Regions from separate parts of the Danio rerio genome. Here region 2 is linked to region 1. A link is a contact called in public Hi-C data. All regions are on one chromosome and are shown on one strand. The core of a region is the stretch at or near the end of the contact, and the rest is flanking DNA. Distances in the headings are between cores, read along the strand shown. Region 1 overlaps pknox2 (pbx/knotted 1 homeobox 2). Region 2 holds the start of robo4 (roundabout, axon guidance receptor, homolog 4 (Drosophila)).

Evidence for each region. A called contact is a pair of places that touch in the nucleus more often than the background predicts.
Region 2: a contact with region 1 is called in a Hi-C map of embryo, with 2.7 times the contacts expected there. The contact joins the promoter of robo4 here to the enhancer-like site in region 1. A contact is called at or near these places in 5 of 18 Hi-C or Micro-C datasets (caudal fin, embryo, hematopoietic stem cells and 1 more) and 1 of 4 datasets of contacts at active chromatin or transcription factors (caudal fin).

Annotation. Positions count from the first base shown.
Region 1 is chr10:36,014,140-36,016,867 of GRCz12tu, reverse strand. It overlaps pknox2 (pbx/knotted 1 homeobox 2), which reads left to right. Exons shown (of 11, transcript NM_153654.2): 9 at 1,029-1,105; 10 at 1,278-1,447. Among named protein-coding and RNA genes, the nearest start is that of pknox2, 150 kb to the left of the region's middle. Within about 2 kb of position 1,372, at least 3 of the 62 cell types and tissues checked have an H3K27ac peak or open chromatin away from gene starts, as enhancers often do.
Region 2 is chr10:36,236,099-36,239,245 of GRCz12tu, reverse strand. robo4 (roundabout, axon guidance receptor, homolog 4 (Drosophila)) reads right to left here and starts at 1,753. Exons shown (of 19, transcript XM_684163.10): 1 at 1,514-1,753. The coding sequence starts at 1,694. It overlaps LOC141376413 (a long non-coding RNA gene), which reads left to right. Exons shown (of 4, transcript XR_012386437.1): 3 at 1,866-3,147.

The DNA.
Region 1 (2,728 bases), core at 123-2,622:
CAACAAGCAAGCTTACGAATGTTATGACATAACTGTAGAGCCAAACTTGAATGTAAGATGACCTATATAGTTTTTAACATAAGTTTCAGCACAAGTACACTGTTAAACTCAAAACTTTAAGGTAACTCGAACCATCTGAGAAAACTCAAACCAACTGAGTACTGTAAGACCTAATAAGCCAACTCAAACCGTCTGAGGAAACCGATTGCTACAAACTATTTGAGTTAAAAAACAAATCTAGAGTACTGTGAACTTACTCCATTTAAAGTAATTAGGTGTTTAATTAACTCATTACCTTCAACACTGAACTCAAAACTCTTTTCAAATGAGTAGAATTCACTTTCAGTAAAGTTTGAGTTAACTGCACTCATTTCATTTGATAAATTTAACTGTTGGGTTTTACAGTGTATCATTTTGAGTAATATTACAATACACATGTCCTCTTTATCTGACAAACAGCAGCAGCTCTGGTGTGAGTTTGCATCCTGTCATAAATGCAACTAGGACTGTTAATTAAGGGTAATAATGTTGTAAACGGTGTTATTTTTTCAAATAAGCTATGCCAGATATTTTGCTTGCTCAGTTATTGACTGATTACTGCAGTTACAGATTCAGTATGCTTTAAAATAAACAAAAACAGAGAAAAGCAAATCTGCAATTGTTAAAAAAAACACAAAACATGCTTAATTAATTTCATTTCAGCAATCAGAGTATTTCGCTGCTGACATTTAAGGATCTTTTTACACAGTTTCTTACACAGGTTGATCTTTTTGCTTCAGTAAAATTGTCAGTGTATCATTATGTGCCACATAATGATAACTTTTAAAGTGCTGCATTACCAAGGATCAGTGGTTTCAGCTTTCTTTTTTATGTTATACTCATGGAAAAATGAACATGAGTAAACAGTAAAATTCTCATAAACAGTTTGACGGAGTGTAAATGAATGGGAAACTGTTCATATTAGAGTTATCTTTACCCTTAATTTTACCTCAGAATTTTACTTATTCATTCTGTTTTCCATTTTCCAGCACCCTTATCCAACAGAAGATGAGAAAAGACAGATTGCAGCGCAAACAAACCTTACCTTATTACAGGTGAACAACTGGTAAGAGACTCGTTAGTTTGTCCAGTGTGTTTGATCCACAACAAACTGGCGCCATCTAACGGCCACCACCAGAATCACACACTGTGTTTATGACGTGCACGTTCTGTGGCTTTTAACAAAAATCCCGCTCTTATCCGTGTACTTTTTTCCTCATTCTCCTGTGTTTTGGAAGGTTTATCAATGCCCGCAGGCGTATTCTGCAGCCCATGCTGGATGCCAGTAATCCTGACCCTGCTCCCAAAGCCAAGAAGATGAAATCTCAGCACAGACCCACACAGCGCTTCTGGCCCGATTCCATTGTAGCTGGAGTCCTGCAGACACACGGCACAAACAACTCAGACAGTCAGTCATATTCTATTAAGCTTTATGACAAAAGTTAGACGACTAAATAAAAAGTAAAAATGTATCAACCAAATCTAATTATCCATTTCATGCATTAGTGGGTGTATTCTTATTTATCCACAACATTTTGTTACAAGTGTGTGTGTGTGTGTGTGTGTGTGTGTGTGTGTGTGTGTGTGTGTGTGTGTGTGTGTGTGTGTGTGTGTGTTTGTATAGTTGAAGTCAGAATTATTAGCCTCCCTGTTTACTTTTTCCCCAATTTCTGTTTAACAGAATTTTTTTTAAACACACTTCTTAACATAAAAGTTTTAATAACTCATTTCTAAAAATTGATTTCTTTTATCTTTGCCATGATGACAGATATAATATTTGACTAGATATTTTTCGAAACACTTATACTGCTTAAAGTGACATTTAAAGGCTTAACTGGGTTAATACGGATAACTACGTGGGAGGGGGTAATTAGGTAAGTTATTTGTATAACGATGGTTTGTTCAGGAGACTATCAAAAAAGTTTATAGCTTAAAATAGCTAATAATTTTTAATAATCAAAAATTTAAAAACTGCTTTTATTCCAGCCAAAATAAAACAAATAAGACTTTCTCTAGAAGAAGAAATATTATCAAACATACTGTGAAATTGTCCTTGCTCTGTTAAACATAGATAATTAAAAAATTTAAAGGAGATAATAATTCTGACTTCAACTGTATATACATTTACAATTGTTATTAGTTTGCAGATTTCCAGAATTTTTCATGCTTGCTTGCTTATTCGCTAACAGTACTTATATCTATATATTTTTTACTAATATATTATTTCCGAATATTAACTCACTCAGTAACAATTACAAATAATCTACTAGCTTTTATCTGTGGGGTCGTAATAAATCTTAAAAACTCTTCAATTCACTGAAATACTGTGTTGTATGTCTTAAATAATTTTAAACAGGTCTTAATTTTCCTCTGTTCAAGTAAAGCTACCCAATCGGGCCGACATCCATCCAATCACCAACAATTCATCTTAAAAAAATCAGATAATGTCAGAGCACATTATCCCTTTATGTAATCTACCATTCATTCAAAAAACATTTACAAAAAAAGCGAGTAAACATAATATTTATAAATAGACATGAAACTTAAGGTTTTATAGCAGAAATGCTTTAGGTTGAATAGAAGTTATAGTCAATCAATTTGGACCAAAAGCCAACAAATGCTGTATATATTTTTGAATATTTATGTAATTGCCTCCACAATAAATATGCCTTTTTAACAATGTTAAACG
Region 2 (3,147 bases), core at 504-3,003, 220 kb before region 1:
TCAACAAAACTGTATATATTTTTGTTTCTCTTGATCTTTGCTATTTTCTATCATGTTTTTAAAAATATTTTTCCCTAACATAAATTAAGATACTAATTTCTGATCCATTATTGCAAGTTATTTTGTTCGATTGGCTCCAGATTTGGCTTCAGTATTGATTAAACTAATGTATATGCACAAATACAATATCGTAAAGCATCCTATAGAAACTGTTAATTTAAATGAGATTTGTGGAGGGTGTACTCATATATGCTGATCACTGTATATTATTTGATGATTTATTCAACTTTTGTATGAAGTTATAATATAAAAAACATAGGTATTGTTTAATTCAGGTGAGTGAATTTTCTTTTACACATAATTAAACATAAATAACCAAGAAAAGGATTCAAAATTCAAGAAGTCATTCAGTAAGTTAATTGATAACCATGCAGCAAAAGGGAATAACATCATAAATATAACATTTTTTATTTATTTATTTTTTTTAAACAGTGAGACTTCAAGTAAGCATATAAATGCAACACACTATGGTACCGTCACACTCACTTAATATACAGTTGAAGTCAGAATTATTAACCCCTTTTGCATTTTGTTTTTTAAATATTTCCCAAATGATGTTTAACAGAGCAGGGAATTTTTCACAGTATGTCTGATAATATTTTTTCTTCTGGAGAAAGTCTTATTTGTTTTATTTTGGCTAGAATAAAAACAGTTTTAAAATTTTTAAAAACCATTTTAAGGTCAAATTTATTAGCTCCTTTAAGCTATATTTTTTGCCTAATTACCCTATTCTGCCTAGTTAACCTAATTAACCTAGCTAAGCCTTTAAATGTCAATTTAAGCTTTATATAAGTGTCTTGAAAAATATCTAGTCAAATATGATGTATGTCATCATGGCAAAGATTAAATAAATCAGTTATTAGAGATGAGTTACAAAACTGTTTAGAAATGTGTTGAAAAAAATCTGTTAAATAAAAATTGGGGAAAAAATAAACAGGGGGCTACTAATTCTGACTTCAACTGTATTTTTCACATGTAAATTAAATCAGCAGTGACCACGAGTGAAAATCACGAAGTGAAAAAAAGGGTTTATCAAGTTATCACTGTCTTTCTGATTTCATGCTGTGGACCCCATGCTGATACGCAGAGCGAGCGGATGCTCAAACCATTCATTTCTGAATAAATTTACCATTGATTTCTAAATATTGTTTTTTTTTTTTTTTAAATAAAAACTAATATAAATGTTGCAGTAATAAATTATTCACTAAATCTAAACTATAGTATAAAAATAAATCTTGCCCTCTTAAATTTGTTAGTTTAATCAAACTGACTAAAAATATGAAGTTAAACTTTGTATAACTCAAAAAAATTAATCCTGATTACCTTATTAAAATAAGTTAAAGCAACATAAAAATATTTAACTTTTTGTCATTTGTCAGGAAATTGGAGAGAAAGAAAATGATTTTATTATAATGCTTAAGTTTAATAATCCAATAAAAGCCATTAGTTTTACCTTTCCTGCGATGGGCCCGGTCTCTGTGTGATGCTCGCTGATGCATCAGACGATGGCGTAGGTGTCCTTTTCCCTCTGACCTCTGTGCCACCTGTTCATCAGGTGGGCACGCGCACTGGCGCACCGCCTTGCTGCAAGTACACAGCCATGCCACCCACAACATCCATGCAGACACCTGCATCTTCAGCCTAAATCTCCTCTCCTCTGGCCCTGCACCCTCCGCTACACCATCCCAACTGTGGTCCACCCTTCTCCCCACAGTCCTAAATTATCGAGAGATTGTTATAAAGAATGTTTTTTCTTTATATTCCACAAATGCTTTGTATTTACTTTCCCTCCCTCTTTTATTTAGCGCTCCCTCCGCTCTCTCCCTCCTCTTTCTCGCCTCGCTTTTCTCTTTTGGGAAAGAAGTTGGCGGAAACAATGATTGAAAAACAAGTTTCAGGCCCCATGCTGGGAGTGCGGGAGAGGAGGAGAGGGATGGGGACTGTCTCCTCCAACAACATCTGTGTCATTCGTTCTGCACGTCCCAAAGACGGAAAACAAGGCCCGCGAGTGAACGGGGAGGGGACCGAAGGGGATCTCCCATACCGAAAGGGATCAGTTCCATTAATCAAGTGTCTGCGAGTCGACTGATCAAATCCTTCAGAGTGACAAACTCTTTGGCTCTTTAAAACATCAAACGGCGGAAAACGCATTGCCTGACTGCTATTGGCCCGTTGAACAAAAGGGGAAGTAGACACCCTTCATTTCTGCATCAAGCTACTCTCTCAAAAGCATGAGAGAGGGAGTGTTTTCAAACAAAACTGACCCTCTCCAAAGCCTCTGGCTGCTTGTCGGCTATGAAAGGAATGGCTTTTGTCTGGTGGAAGGAGGGGGATTCACACTTTCTCAACACAATTTCTATTTTATTTGGAGAGGAGAGGTGAGCGGACCAAATCGGTAATGCGACTGGAACGTTCTCATTTGTCGAAGTGAAGATGTTTCGCTCCGAGTGGAGATCATTTCGATTTTCACACTTAAACATTTCAATTATCAGACAACAGAAACCGAGTTGAATTTGATTACTGAGCAGCATGAAGGGTGACACAGGCCGTTTCCTTTCTTTCTTTCCTTCTTTTTTGTTCACATATGTTTAAAGATTTTTCATCATTCACAAAGCCGAATGCAAAAAAAGGGATAAATTTGTTCCTCTTGGCGTGCGCAGTATGTGTTCCAGTCATCACAGAGGTTGAATCAAATGGGACTGAGAAAGCAATTTGTCTCATGCAGTCTGGTCTTGTGTTCCACTCTCCAGTCCTGCTGTTTCAGCACAGAGGAACAGAAGAAACATGCTGAGTTAACAGACCTGACCTGATCGGGCTTTAATTCCACAAACCTCCCAATACTTTTAAAACTGTAAGCCTGAGAATGAGACATGGAAATATCACAGGTTGTACAATACTGTTCTGCTTAAGTAAAGATCAACGTCAGCGAATGTTTTGCAGCTGCTCTTAAACACATTTGAGCCAAAAGTGAATATTTTGCCGCCGTTTAATCACACAATCATGTCAGCCAAAACCTGCATGATATTATTTCTATTTGAGGACACAAATGGAGACTGAATAATGGAGGATGGAGCTTTCAGTCTTAAA